Linked DNA regions of Mus musculus: regions 1, 2, 4 and 5 are each linked to region 3. A link is a contact called in public Hi-C and promoter capture Hi-C data. All regions are on one chromosome and are shown on one strand. Each heading gives the region's core, a stretch centred on a gene start, on an enhancer-like site or on the middle of the called end of the contact. The rest is flanking DNA. Distances are from core to core; before and after follow the strand shown. Region 1 holds the start of 2700038G22Rik (RIKEN cDNA 2700038G22 gene). Region 2 holds the start of Klhl7 (kelch-like 7). Region 3 holds the start of Rheb (Ras homolog enriched in brain). Region 4 holds the start of Actr3b (ARP3 actin-related protein 3B). Region 5 holds the start of 1700096K18Rik (RIKEN cDNA 1700096K18 gene).

What was found. Promoter capture Hi-C pulls out the DNA fragments that hold promoters and counts their contacts. Hi-C and Micro-C count contacts between places; a contact is called where the count stands out from the background.
Region 1: a contact with region 3 is called in a Hi-C map of CD8 T cells, with 8 times the contacts expected there. The contact joins the promoter of 2700038G22Rik here to the promoter of Rheb in region 3. A contact is called at or near these places in 2 of 39 promoter capture datasets (both in liver), 2 of 484 Hi-C or Micro-C datasets (B cells and CD8 T cells) and 1 of 9 other capture datasets (liver).
Region 2: a Hi-C map of CD8 T cells shows a contact between it and region 3, with 2.9 times the contacts expected there. The contact joins the promoter of Klhl7 here to the promoter of Rheb in region 3. A contact is called at or near these places in 1 of 484 Hi-C or Micro-C datasets (CD8 T cells) and 1 of 115 datasets of contacts at active chromatin or transcription factors (bone marrow-derived macrophages).
Region 4: a contact with region 3 is called in a promoter capture Hi-C map of stem cell-derived epiblast-like cells, with 3 times the contacts expected there. The contact joins the promoter of Actr3b here to the promoter of Rheb in region 3. A contact is called at or near these places in 4 of 39 promoter capture datasets (embryonic stem cells, pre-B cells and stem cell-derived epiblast-like cells) and 2 of 115 datasets of contacts at active chromatin or transcription factors (embryonic stem cells and forebrain).
Region 5: a contact with region 3 is called in a promoter capture Hi-C map of pre-B cells, with 5 times the contacts expected there. The contact joins the promoter of 1700096K18Rik here to the promoter of Rheb in region 3. A contact is called at or near these places in 6 of 39 promoter capture datasets (the 3T3-L1 cell line, the C10 cell line, the HPC-7 cell line and 3 more), 1 of 484 Hi-C or Micro-C datasets (embryonic stem cells) and 3 of 115 datasets of contacts at active chromatin or transcription factors (large pre-B cells, microglia and pancreatic cancer cells).

The regions. Positions count from the first base shown.
Region 1 is chr5:23,849,232-23,851,931 of GRCm38.p6, forward strand. It overlaps 2700038G22Rik (RIKEN cDNA 2700038G22 gene), which reads left to right and starts at 1,366. Exons shown (of 4, transcript NR_045042.1): 1 at 1,366-1,390. It overlaps Gm42228 (a long non-coding RNA gene), which reads right to left. Exons shown (of 2, transcript XR_880875.3): 2 at 223-899.
Region 2 is chr5:24,099,235-24,101,934 of GRCm38.p6, forward strand. Klhl7 (kelch-like 7) reads left to right here and starts at 1,356. Exons shown (of 11, transcript NM_026448.3): 1 at 1,356-1,640. The coding sequence starts at 1,521.
Region 3 is chr5:24,840,917-24,843,616 of GRCm38.p6, forward strand. Rheb (Ras homolog enriched in brain) reads right to left here and starts at 1,445. Exons shown (of 8, transcript NM_053075.3): 1 at 1,269-1,445. The coding sequence starts at 1,320.
Region 4 is chr5:25,758,620-25,761,319 of GRCm38.p6, forward strand. It overlaps Actr3b (ARP3 actin-related protein 3B), which reads left to right and starts at 1,354. Exons shown (of 12, transcript NM_001004365.2): 1 at 1,354-1,509. The coding sequence starts at 1,466.
Region 5 is chr5:25,528,575-25,531,274 of GRCm38.p6, forward strand. 1700096K18Rik (RIKEN cDNA 1700096K18 gene) reads left to right here and starts at 1,444. Exons shown (of 1, transcript NR_027388.1): 1 at 1,444-2,700.

The sequences.
Region 1 (2,700 bases), core at 116-2,615, 990 kb before region 3:
GAGTCAGTGACGCCCAGTGATAGAACTTGTCTCAAAAAATAATGTGGAGAATAATTGAGGGAAAGAAACACCAACCTGTGACCTCCACGTGCATGGGCAACACGAGCACAAACACAAAGACACTCACGTACACATACTGAGAAACAAATAGAGAAACAGTTTAAGGTGCCTATAGATATGTTCTTGTGTTGGGGTCTAAAAATCCAAAACAACCCGAGCAGGTTCAAGAGTCCCCCCAAAGCAAGATCTTTATTTGAATTAGGCAGCAAAAATCAACCAGTTAGGAACAGCAGCACAGACTCCGTCTGACTGCGTCTTCGAACATCTTAGTAAGTATTTAAGCAGATGACAAAGATGTATTGCACTCGGGCTGCTGCTGATCAATCAGGGCCATAGAAGAGACTCAGGAACTGAACTGCAACCCCAAGCCAGAATGGTACGGGGCTTTTAAGCTTGAAATCCATAAACGTCTGTGCTAAGTTATCCCACCAATCAGGACTTAGGGGTAGGGGACTTCCTTAAGAGCACGTCTTTGTGGTGCACTTACTCTGTTCCTACAGGACTCAACTGCAGCGTTCATGTTGAAGTGCACTCACCTAGCATCCATGCTTCTACTCACCAAGCAGGAAGTCAGTTACCCAGGGAGGTCTTGGGAACTTAAACTTTGAGTTAAGGCCTGTTCCAAATGGCTTCAGTTGGTTCCTTCTTACACCACTGTCTTCTGAATTCTCCTCTTGCGTTCCCACAAGCAATGGATGAGTGGGGTCTGGGGTGCAGGCGTTTTGATAAGTGTGTAAGTGGTACCATGGTGGTGTCTTACTTTTCAGTTCCTCAGTGGCCTGTGACGCTTAACATACCAAGAGCACACAAAGAGTAGGCAACTCTTTTGAGGGCTGTTGCTATAAGGAGAAATAAAAGGTGGCTTACTTGTGGCAGGATGTAGCAGGAATTTAATGGCGGATGTTTTGGTCTGTTTGGTTGGTTTACGTTTTGTTTTTACATGGCTAGAGAGATGGTTTGCCGCTTAAACAGTGTTCTGTTCTTGTAGAGGACCTGAATTTAGTTCCCAGCATTCAATTTAGGAGGCTCACAGCTGTCTGTGAGTCCAGCTCCAGGGAAGCTGACACCTATGTCTGGCATTTTGAGCACATGCAAATATCACAGACAGACATAGTTTAAGTCTTTTTGGGGAAGCGGGCGGGGCCAGTGGCTCTGGTGCCGCCAGGGGGCGCGTGAGGGCCGGCGCTGGAGTCAGGCGGGAACGGGGGAAGGGGCGGGCAGGAGGGGCGCTGGGCCACTCTGGTTGGCTGAGCCCCGGTGCTCAATGTCCGGTCGGTTTTAAACTCGGTCCCGCCCTGGCGCCCAGCTCTTCCGCCGCGGCGCGCTCCTGGTAAGTACTCTCCCCATTGCGAGTCCCAGGACCACGCCACGTGGTCTTGGCGATTTTCACGGCGCTCGCCCGTGGCGCGGGTCCCTGCCCATACGCGTCCCTTCTGTGTGGGACAGGCGATCAGCCTTGCGCTGCCCGGATTTGTCCCCTCTCGGATGGAGGCGCGGCGTCCGGACAGCCCGGGTCCTGGGCACACTCGGGGCTTCCCGCCCGCCCAGGACTCCGATGACGGGGACATCGACTATTTAGGAAGCGAATGAGATCAGAGCTCGGAAAGTAGCAGGAGGCAGGATAATCCCAGTGTCAGCAAGGGCAGGGGTGATTTCGCCCACGCAGGCGCGTCCTCGCCGCCGCACGTGTCCTTTAATTGCTGCTTGGCACAAAGGCTGGGCTTTTTGTTTTGTGCTCATTTGTTTTAAGGTTTGAGGGTATATTCAGGCGGATACCTGCAACCGAGTCCAGCAGGGACCTCTGCCTACAGGACCTGGATTACCCTACTGCTGACACAGACCCAGCCTGTCTGGGTTTTGGGTCCTGGGAGAAATCTGAGCCACTGGATTAGCACTTAAGCAAGGTGACTTATAAGCAATGATTTAGGAATCGTGATTTGGAATTCCTAAGACCGGGTATAGGTGTTTAGCGAGCACCCAGGAGTCCTCCCTGTTTAAGAGGTGACTGATTGAGACACCAATTAAAAGTAAATATCATGGTTGGAGAGATGACTCAGTGGTTAAGAGTACTGACAGCTCTTCTAGAGTTCCCGAGTTAAATTCTCAGCAACCACATGGTGGCTCACAACCATCTGTAATGAGATCTGATGCCCTCCTCTGGTGTTGTCTGGAGATAGCAACAGTGCACTCATATAGAAGAAATAAATCTTTTTAAAAGATTATTAGATTATTGAGACAGATTGTCATACTGGCCCAGAGAATATTTGTGCTCTAGGACCCTAAGTATTGGCATTTATGGACATAAGCCACTGTGCCTGGTAAAGGACATTTTAGAGGAAAAATAGGCTTGTGGGCTCTTGTAAACAAGTTCCCTGTGTTGTAGTTTTCTTTCCGTTAGAGGTTAGGGTTCTGTTGAGCCCCTTCGAGAGTGAAGGGCAGCATGAGCCACCTTCTAAGGTAAGGAGTTATTTTTCCCTTCCTCATTCAGGCTCAGGAGACACATCTGACGCTGCTTCTGGTTTTGAAATCAGAGAAAATGTTTCACTTTCTTAAAGGAAGAGTACTGCTATTACCTGCAGTACTATTTGCTTCTAAACATTAAGAGTTTTTGCTTCTGGGGTGGAAATAGTGGGAAAGATG
Region 2 (2,700 bases), core at 106-2,605, 740 kb before region 3:
TTCTGAAGGTCAGGAGTTCAAATCCCAGCAACCACATGGTGGCTCACAACCATCCGAAACAAGATCTGACTCCCTCTTCTGGAGTGTCTGAGGACAGCTACAGTGTATTTACATATAATAAATAAATAAATATATTTAAAAAAAAAAAAAAAAAAGTTGGGTGAGCAGGGACAGGAAGATCTGGAAGGATCTGAGGGAGAGGAAAAATATGATTAGAATATATTTAATTTAAAAGTTATCTTAAATAAAACATGTTGAAAGGGGGCATCATATATATATGACGTCTAAAACTTCCAAAAGGATTTTCTCACTGTGCTGTGGTCCACCAACTTGATGCTCCCACCAGTGTATCTGGTAAACGCCTTGATTAACTTTCTTCCCCCACCTCCTGCAGATAAATATATTTATCTAATCTCTTTTATAAAGAAACATACTGTCCAGGATATGTTCAATCCCTTTTTAGGCCATTGCTGACCCTATGCAGCTTAAAATAATTTATTTAATTTTCTTTTAAGCAGTTATTGTTTTAGATCAACAGCGGTCTAGATCATTTTACATAAAACTTCTGTCTAGTTCTTCATACATCTAGGTAGAAAACTGAGGCTATGTAGAAAGTTCATTACTAGAAATAACGACTTCAGTCCTGTGTATTCCTAAACAGCAAAATAAAAAACTCATTATGAACATGTTTCTGTGAGTTCTAGGACTGAGTTCTGTATTCCAGTAGAACTGCCCGGGGAAACCTCAATAAAGTTGGCTGGAACTAACACCTGCTCTCTAGTTTTTTGGTTTTTTTGATTTTGTTTTTTTCCCCAGACAGGGTTTCTCTCAGTAGTCCACCACTCTCTGCCTCCACCACCACCATCACCCACCAGATCTGTTTTAATGAGAAAGACAGCCTACTAAACAGGCAGGCATGTCACGGAGAGGAGAAATCGACAGGACAATGGTTTTGCTTTCTGAATCTCAAACAAGTAACTCTTGTGCTTATCCTAAATAACCTTTGCCTTGCAGTATGCAATTTTCCTGTAATAGTTACTGAGCGCCTACAATGAGCCCCAGTCTGAAAAGGCAGTGAAGAACTGACCCTGTTCTCAGGGAGCTTACGCCATAGGGAGACGTCTTAGTTTGTTCTATTACACAATTATCCAAAATAGATCATCACGAAATCTAAACCTGGGAAGTCGGCCTTTGGTAGAAGAAAAGCACACGCGAGCTTGGATCAGGCCGAAGGGTACCCACTGTTGAGGACGCCGCACCGCGCGACGCAGCCGGTTGCTAGGGCGTCGCGTGGCTGTGACGCACTGCCCCGCCCCCTCCTCCTTAGAGCGCACCCCCCCCGCCCGACCCAGTGCGCATGCTTGGGACTCCCTTCGCTTGCAACCGTGGCCGAGTTGGCTTCGTCTCGTCCTCCTTCGGCTTTCCCGCAGTTCTCCGAGCTCCGCCGCCGAAGCCGTGCTCCAGACTGCCGCGTGTGGCGGGCAAACTGTCGCCGCGAACCCGCAGAGGGCAAAGAGAGGATGGCCACCTCCGGCGTGGAAAAGAGTAGCAAGAAGAAAACTGAGAAGAAACTTGCGGCTCGCGAAGAAGCCAAGCTGCTGGCGGGGTTCATGGGCGTCATGAACAACATGAGGAAACAGGTGCGGGGCGGTGCGGGGTGGTGCGGGGCGGTGCGGGGCGGTGCGGGGCGGTGGGCAGGGGTCCGGCGGAGGCTGGCGGCGGGGCCGGCGCCTTGGCTGACGGCCTGCTCCGCCACGGGGCTTCCGAGGCCCGCTCGACGGGGACTCCTGCGGCGGGCGGGGGGCCTCCGGGGCGGTTGTGTAACCGGTCTCATCCAGTTCCCCGTGAGGCCTGGAGCCTTCCCTTACCGTGCGGTGTCATCTGGAGCTCTCGGAGGGAGGCTCCCGCCCCGCCGCCCTGTCACCCAAGTGGCACGAGTTGATAAATCACCTGTCATTTAGGGCGACGCCAGTCACCAGTAAATAGCAGTTTTCTAAGGGTTCTGGCGCCACTGTTAACCAAGAGGATCTCTTTGTGCTGTCTTTGATTTTGCCGTGTATTGGAGAAACCGCAGCATTTGGTTGAAAGGTGGGTTATGAAAGGCACGGCTTAACGATGGAGACGGTAGATAGGTGTTTGATAGAATTAACTAGATTATAACCTCCAATAGACCGGTAAGCAGGGGAACACCACTTGGTTGGTTTTTGGTTCCGTGAGTTTTACTTGGTAGAGAACACATTATGGATTCTGGGGATGTTTGTCAGTTTGTTGACTCTGAAATCTGTTTTTCAAGAGGACAAAGCACTACAGATAAGCTTGAGTGATTAAAAAACCTAATTCGGCTTTCTGACGCTTTTGCTGTGAGTATGGGCAGCAGAAGAATCTTAAGATTTATTTCGGAAGATACCAACTCCTGATTTCTTAAGGCCAAACACTGGTCGCAGCAGTCTTCTCTTTGTTCACAAGATGGCACACTGCTCTGGTTGTAGCGGATAGATACTATGTTTTCAATGCCTATATCTTTCCTGGTTTTTATGCTGAAATAGCTGTGAATGGCTGGCTTCTTTATTAAAATGCATCTCTTTTCATATTTGTGTTCTTTTTGTGTAACCTTTTTGAGATCTACAGAATTGATGATTTGAGATTGCAAGTGTCTTTGATGTGTACCTCTAGTGGTAATTAAATCGAACTCACTGGTGC
Region 3 (2,700 bases), core at 195-2,694:
ATCTTGGTGTGAATGGATTCACCGTAATTTTGTGCCTGTTAACTCTAGGGTTGCAATTGTTAAAGCAGTCACCTACTCTTTCCTACTATGAACACCTCAGCACTGCACTATGCACGTGTCACCTTTCCACTCTAGGCACTCCCATCTGTCACACTGTCTCCGATCTTCCATTCCCTTCCTAAGGAGTTTCTCCAGTTCTTGAGGAGAGAAGGTGAAAAGTAAGCAGGCCCTGACTGATCTTGGTCAAAGAGCACAGAGCCGGGCACCAGCAGTGGAAAGCAGGGTGAGAACGCAGAATGAACCGCCTAGCAGGAGCCCATCCAGTGGGGAAGGTGTTCTACTGCCAGACTCTCCACTCCTCAGTGGTCCCTGTCAAACGCACATTTTCTGGAGACAGTTACATCTTTCAAACAGCACTAAAGATGAACGTGACAGTCCCCTGTTCCGGTCGGTCAAAAACAATAAAGCCTCACCCTGCAGCGTGGTTAAGTTCAAATGTCCTGTATCACACGATGGACTGAATACTACTGTCTGGACACCGCGTTCCCTCCCCACCCCACCCAGGACCACCTCTATTCGGCAAAAAGGTGATTACTAGGAACAACTTTAAATGTATGTCAATCGCTTGGTGGTGGTGTTAGGAAAACAAACGGGCTTTTGAATTACTTTAACAGCCTGGTTCCAAGTGCCTGGCCTTGTTTCTCCTCAAAGGGGAAAAGAAAAATAGGACACATTAGAGACGTCTTTCTCCTCTTCCCTGTGCTGGCTGCCAGATGCTACCTAGCTGGCCTGTGAGGGGTCCAGTCTAGGTTTCTTGGAGGCGGAAAACTTGGTAGCCAAACGTCTTGAAGTTTCCCTGTTTTCTTTAAAAGGCTTAACTTCTTTGCAGATGGAAAGGTCACAAGGAGAGGTTTCCTTTGTTGAAATGCCCGGGGCTTGTGGGATTGGGGAAACGGGTGGGGACAGACCGTGCTTAGAGAAGGCGGGACAGATGCGGGGATCCGACTAGGCTGCTCCGGGCCGCAAGACTCCCGGGCAGTGGCCCGCGGCTCCTACGCCGAGGGAAGGACGCGGCCGCCTCGGCCTGCCGCCCCGCCACCTGTCCGCCGCGCCTGGGGACAGGGGAAGGCGCCGCCGCCTCCACTCAAAATGGAGGTTATGAAACGCGCGCCGCCCGCCCGCCCGCCACATGGCCGCGCCGCCACAAACTTCGCAGGCGCGTCCGCGTCCTGGGGCTCAGCCCCGACATCGCCCGGGCCGCCACTCACCCACAGACCGGTAGCCCAGGATGGCGATCTTCCGGGACTTGGACTGAGGCATCTTGGTGGCCTGCTCAGCCCCGACCCAACCACATTAACCGCGGCGGCGGCGGCTCCTCCGGCTCAGACTATCGGCGGCGGCTGCGCCGGGAGAACGCGGCATACAGAGCACGGCGGCGGGCGCGGCTGCCTCTCGCTCGCTCGCTCGCTCGCTCCTTCTCTAGCTCGCTCAACCGCCCGGAACCGAACGCGCGGGCCCTCCCCCAACAACACACCCACGTGACCGCGCGCGGCCCCGTCTGCGCCGCCTCCCGCCGCCGCCTCCCAGCCCGGAACGCGCGGGGGAGCGTCGGGGAAACGTTTTACTTTAAAGGGAAAAAGCGGAGACGCCCCAAAGCCCCCGGAAAAGTCACGACCGAAACTCGCTGCGTCATGACCCTCCCACCTACTTCCGCCGCTTTTTAATTACGACAATCCTGCCCGAGCTCTGACTGGACGGCTCCCAGACTGCCGCGCGATGACGCAATGGAAACTCCGTCTTCTATTGGGGATTGGAAGGGTGGAGCCAAGGAGAGGTGCCGCTCAGCGGGGAGCTAAAAATAAATTCTGTCTGCTTTTGCTCGGCGGGGCGCCTGCGTGGTCCAAAAGCGTGGCCCTACCGGCGGGTGGGCGGGCGGGCAGGCAACTCCTCAGTGATTGGCTAATGTGGGTGCGGGGGCGGAACCAGAGGCGTGAAGCACGGTGATTGGTGAAGTGCTGAGCCGTTGGCCGACTTGCGCCTGCCGGCCCTTAAAAGGAGCGAGGCGCGTGGCCCTAGCTGACGGACTGTAGGTTGGCTGACACCTCGCTTCGCACTTGTCTATACTTCAAATTACCGTCCTGCTATGTTAGCTTTAGTCTGGGCTTAACGTGGGTGGTGACTAAGCTTTATTCGTGGCTGAGGAACTGTGGGAAGAATGAAATCTGTGCAGCTCGCAAATGTCAGAAATTCCATTAAAAGCAGCGCGAGCTGACCAGTCCTGGTGCCGACTCGGGCAACACGCCGGGTGGCACGCACCTCGCACAGACAGGCGCGCGCGTGGGAGTCCTGCAGCCAGATCAGTGCGTCTTTTCATACTGAACACTCGAGAGGTTATTTCTGGAGAAACGTGAAAGTCAGCCATTGTCAAAAACGCCGAGGAAAAGGAGGAGGCTTAGCTGTCTGGTGTGGGCGGGCCATGCCTGAAAAGGGAAGGCTGTCATATTTTCTACAACAGTCGTACAGGCAGAAAGCTCTTGTTTCCAGAGAACTAGAGGAGTTGAGATATCCTCATATTGAAGAACAGGGTGGAAAGCTAGACCCTAGGCCTAGTTCATCGAAGTCCAAACTAAAGGCTAGGCCTGGAAATAAAGGTGCCAAGAGAGAACAGCACACTTGTCCTTAATTTTTTGCCCTTCACAA
Region 4 (2,700 bases), core at 104-2,603, 920 kb after region 3:
CCAGTATGAGCACTGACTGCTTTTCCAAAGGTCCCGAGTTCAAATCCCAGCAACCACATGGTGGCTCACAACCACCCGTAATGAGATCTGACACCTTCTTCTGGTGTGTCTGAAGACAGCTACAGTGTACTTACATATAATAAATAAATAAATCTTAAAAAAAAAAAGAATTACCCAAGAATGGTCAACTAATCTAATTCTTCTCCTGTGGAAAATCCACAATGCTTTAAGTCCCAGTAAAGACCAAGTGAATTAATACATCTCTAGAAAGTTCCTTTGGCATCACAGTCAAGAACTTTAGAGGCTAACATTTAGGGTGCAAGTGGGGTTTCCAGTAGGTAGGTGTTTTCCTTCTTAAGTCTCCTTTCCACAATGATGCTGGATAATCACCCTATCTTTGATATTAGAAAATATTTCCTAGTAATATTGATGTGGCATTGACTAAGGTCATTTATTCCTTAAGCCTAATTATGCATATGTTGATTTTCTCCCAGGATACATTATGCAGTGCTCTATCATAGAAAGTCATAAGTATTTTTCTACAGTGAAGGTTATTTATTCGTTCAACATTCAGGTGATTTTTATCGGAGCACCAAATGTGTTAAGCATGAAGCCCTGCCCTAGGAGAACCTATAATTCAGGAGAGGTGAACATCTACTAATAAGTACCCAAACTAGCTTTAAGTGTTAGAAATAAAATCAAGAGATTGTTGGGGTAGAGAATAAAGTGAACATTGAAGTGAGAATTAAGAGGAGAAAGGGGCTGGAGAGATGGCTCAGCGAAGAGCACTTGCTGCTCTTCCGGGAGACCCAATTCAGATTCCTGGTGCCCATTCACAGCTGTCTATAACTTCAGCTGCATGGGATCCTAAGCCTCTGGCTTCCAAGAGCACCTGCTCTTACATACATGCACACACCAGCAGACATAGCGACAGATAGACACACAGCCAATAATCTTTAAAAAAAATTGCAGCTAGATAAGCCGGCAGTGGTGGGGCACACCTTTGATCCCAGCACTAGGGAGGCAGAGGCAAGTGGGGCTAGCCTGAACTACCTACCGAAAGAGTTCCAGGGCAGTATGGGCTACACAGAGAAACCCTGTTTCGAAAACAAAACATAACAAAACAAAATTGCAATTTGTAAAAAGGAGAGAAGAGAAAGAATTCAGGCCTCGCAAATGGGGTCATAGTCACCTTATGCATGTTAAAAATAGACTCCAATCTCTTCCACTGCAGGATAGATGCATAGGCTAAAACGCCGGGCTGCCAGCACTAAGGATGGCTGACAAGAGGGCGGAGCGTGCGCGTCCCCGATTGGCCAACTGTAGAGTGACGTCACGAGGCAGAGCCTCTGGGCTCCCGGCAGCTCCTGGGTGGGGAGCGGCGCTGCCTGCGACCCGGCACCTTGGCACTGGGCACCCAGGGGCACGCTGGGGCTGGTGGGGACGGAGCGCCTCGTGGCCGAGCATGGCGGGCTCGCTGCCTCCCTGCGTGGTTGACTGCGGCACCGGGTAAGAGCCGCGCCCCACGCGCCCACTCACGCTTCGCTGGGCGTCCTGGAGCCATTTCCCCGCGGGGTCAGACGGCAGGAGGAGCGCGGAGGGATGGTGCACGGAGGGATGGTGTGCTGAGGGACAGAGCTCAGTCTGAGGGGTTGGGGAGTTTGAGGGATAGAGCTTAGGTGGGGTGGGAGCTGGGGGACGGAGCTCAATCTGAGGGCTTAGAGAGTTAAGGGATGTGGCTCTGAGAAGATGGGGTGCTGAGGGCATGAGGCTGCGGGGTTACCGGGTGGGCTGCACCTTGCCGGGATGTTGCTGCAGATACTTTCTCTGCAGGGCTTGCACCTGAGAGCTCAGAGTAGTTCCTCTCCCCCCCATCCCCGGGGTGCTTGTCACCTGTCCTCATCCTGTGCACTCACGCGCGCGCGCGTGTCACCTTTCCCTACTGATGTACCAACCACCTACTCGTGGAGATGTTTACACGTGCCATGTCAACTTGACACCCAGTCCCCTTTCCCACTCTGCTCTTTTCCACTCTGAAATGGCACAGCCTAGCCCAGCTCCTGCTTTGGTTTGCATACACTTATCTTTGCTCTTAAAACACACACACACACACACACACACACACACACACACACACACACATTAAAAAAAGACTAACATTTTGAAAAAAAAACAGCCCTCTCCTTTTTGGGGAAGTAGATAACTCTTTTCTTTTTTGAAGATGTTAATTTTTCAGAAGAGACCTTAAGAATGGCTTATGCTGTCAGGCTTAGCTAATTTTAGGAAGGTGGCAGCCAAACCTCCAACCTGGGAGTTTGGGAGTACCTGCTGGCATTGCTGACAAAGTACTTCATAAATAGCTTGCAAATAAATTTAGCCTCTTAAAATGTTTTTCAAGGGATGGTAATCCTTTGTCACCGAATAGTCTGTGGCATGTTCTCTTGCAATTCTTTCCTGTAGAAAAATATACTTGGTTTGGTTTCCTTGACAACCTTGTGGGGGTGTCTTCTAATTTGCTACAGTCCATCTCCTACTGATGTGTCTTTCCTTTTGTTGCTCCGGAACCAGCAGTGGTTACAGACTGGAAAACATGTTCTATTTCTGCTAATTTTTCTTTTGGAAATAAACGTTATAGAGAAGTTTTGTTGCCCTGTATTTGAGAAGTTGCTGACTTCCCTAGACTTGCTCAAATCAGTATGG
Region 5 (2,700 bases), core at 194-2,693, 690 kb after region 3:
AAAACGATTTAAAAAAGCTAGCTCAATTATAGAAAGTACACATGTAAATTTTAAATGTCAATATTGCATAAACAATGGAAATTTGACTGCTACTCAGGAAAGGCAGCCTATTATTTTTGGAGTAACAAATTTGGTCACTTTAGGAACTAAGTCCTGGGACTGCAAAGATGACTCAGGTTCACAGCTCTGGCTCTTCCAGAGGACTTTAGTTCAATTCCGAGCACCCACAAGGTAGCTTGCGACTGTAACTCCGACTGGAATCTAACATCCTTACACAGACATACAGGCAGGCAAAACACCAATGCACATAAAATGAAAATTAATTAAAAAAATTCAATCCCAGGGTGGAGAGATGAAACCTTCTGCAGAGGAGCCCCCAAGTTAGGTGGCCCACAACCAGCGGCTCCAGGAACCCAGCGGCCGCCCTCTCTGGCTTCTGCAGTCAAACCCCGTACCAAGGAACTAGCGAGTTCCAAACCAGTCAGAGATACAAAGGGAGAGGTGAGATCCTGTTTGAAGAAACCTCCAAACCTAAGACACACCCAAAGAAAAGCACTACCCCCACCACCATCAACAACAAAATGTTTGAATGATCTGGGCCGTCCAGTTCCTTTCTGGAACCAAAACCAGCTAATATTGATATTGACGTTTATCACTTAACCCCTCTCCCTGATTTCGAAATGAAGTCTGTTCCACTCAGCCGAATTTAAGGAGAGGTGTGAGGGAATGAAGGCGGTGTGCGTGGGGGCTGGGGAAGAAGGAGTTGAAAGGGGCGGGGTGCGGCGGGGTACAGAGGCAAATGTAGATCGCTGCTACATTGAGTTTGGGACCGGGACCAGGTATCGAGGCCCGGGCTCCCAGACCCAAAGAAAGCAGGAAGAAACGCAGCAAAGAGGGAGGGAAGCCGACAGAAACCGGAATGCCCACGGGAACAAACTCAACAGTGACCAGCTGGAATCCACCGCGGACCATAGGAGGCAAGGCGCCTGGCGCGAGGGGCCAATAGGAGGACGAGCCGAAAGAGGGGCGCTGCAAGGCCAACCCGAGGACCAGCAAGACTGGGGGCGGGGCCTCTGGGACGAAGCCAATGACTGGGAGAGCGGCCTGGGACGCGTGGCCAATGGCAGGGCGAGCTGGGTTGGGGCGTGGCCCCTGGTTTGAAGCCAATGGCAGGGAGTACAGCTTGGGCGAGGCCAGTGGGAGCTCGAGGGTGGGGGAGGAGCCAGACCCGGAAGACAGTGGGGGCGGGGAGCCGCGATGACAACCTGTCAAGTCCACTTCGGGACGAACTAGGTCACGCGCTTCTTGTAGCTCCGGCGCCCCCGCCCCGCGAGGCCCTGCGGGTGGCCCCGGGGCCGGGCCGCACCGCTTCCTCTTCCTGCCCGCGGGGGTGGGGGCGGGGCGGACACCTGCCGTTCGCCGGCCCGCTCCAGCCTTCGGGCTGCCGAAGGTCTCCTAGCCTTCGGGCCAGTGCCCGCCGATCCTCCGGGAGCCAGGTCCGCGATCTCCGGCGCCCGCCGTGGGCTCGGGAAAGCGCACAGCGCACTACTTGTCGCGGAGGGATCCGGCCCCTGAGTTACCTGTTCTCCACTCGGAGCTGACCTCGGTCCAAGGGCCCGCAAGTCCGCCTCACCGAGAAGTAATACAGGTTCGGATCCGCGCCGCCGACCTCACAATGGCGCGGGCGTCCAGCCACTGTCACGCAGCATCCCGTGCGATTATTCGCCCAGAGCCTCACTGCTTAGGGGACCACGGCGGGGCCCTTCTCCCTCTCGCTCATTCAGAAGATGAGAACGTCCCCGCACGACACAACGACGCTGTTTTAACAATACCCAACTAACTCTGCTCTTCCAAACTGCACACACTTAAAGGTGACATGGCCACAGACGCTGGGTTGCAATACTACGCTGGAATTCTGCACTAATTATTTAAAAGCTTTCTTACAGTACTACAGCGAAACGACCGGTTACAAACCTTTCATTTTCGTTCGAACACCGTACTCTAACCAATGGATATTTTGTGAATACTTCTATTCAGTATCTCTAGATTTTTAAAAAAAAAAACCCAAATGTAAAGAAAGACATTACCAAATGAGTGGTTCATCAGTGAAATAATTTGTTTTGCCTTTACATTTTAGCCTTTTTGGAAGGCACATTATTTGCAGTATACACAGATATAAATTTTGTACATTTAAAATAGCCTGTATAGCCTTTTTGTCGTTCTTTCTTGAAGCCCCTCCCACTCTGAAGATTCTTTCGCTTCTATTAATTTTAAGTCTGGTTAAAAAAATAGTGCTTGAGGCCATCCTGGTCTACAGAGTGAGTTCCAGGACAGCCATGGTTAAAAGAGAAACCCTGTCTCAAAAAAACCAAAACAAACAAAAAAAAAATAGTGCTTAAATTAAACATAAAAACAATTAGCATTTACATTTGAATAATGCTTCTTCATGTTTATTACCATGTACATTACTAGGAACTGGAAGTCCAATCTTGTAAAAAATTAAAATTCAAGACAGGCCTTTATAGTGAGGTTATTGTCTTTTCATTATAACTCATTTTTTACAGCCAGCTAATTTTCCAGAGGGAATTACTGTTCCTATCTTTAGTCAATTTGGTTAAGAATTCTTTGCCTTTAAATATATAAAAATGTTTGTGTATGATTTTATTTTTCTGTGAGAGCATTAAGGTTAGAGGACAACTT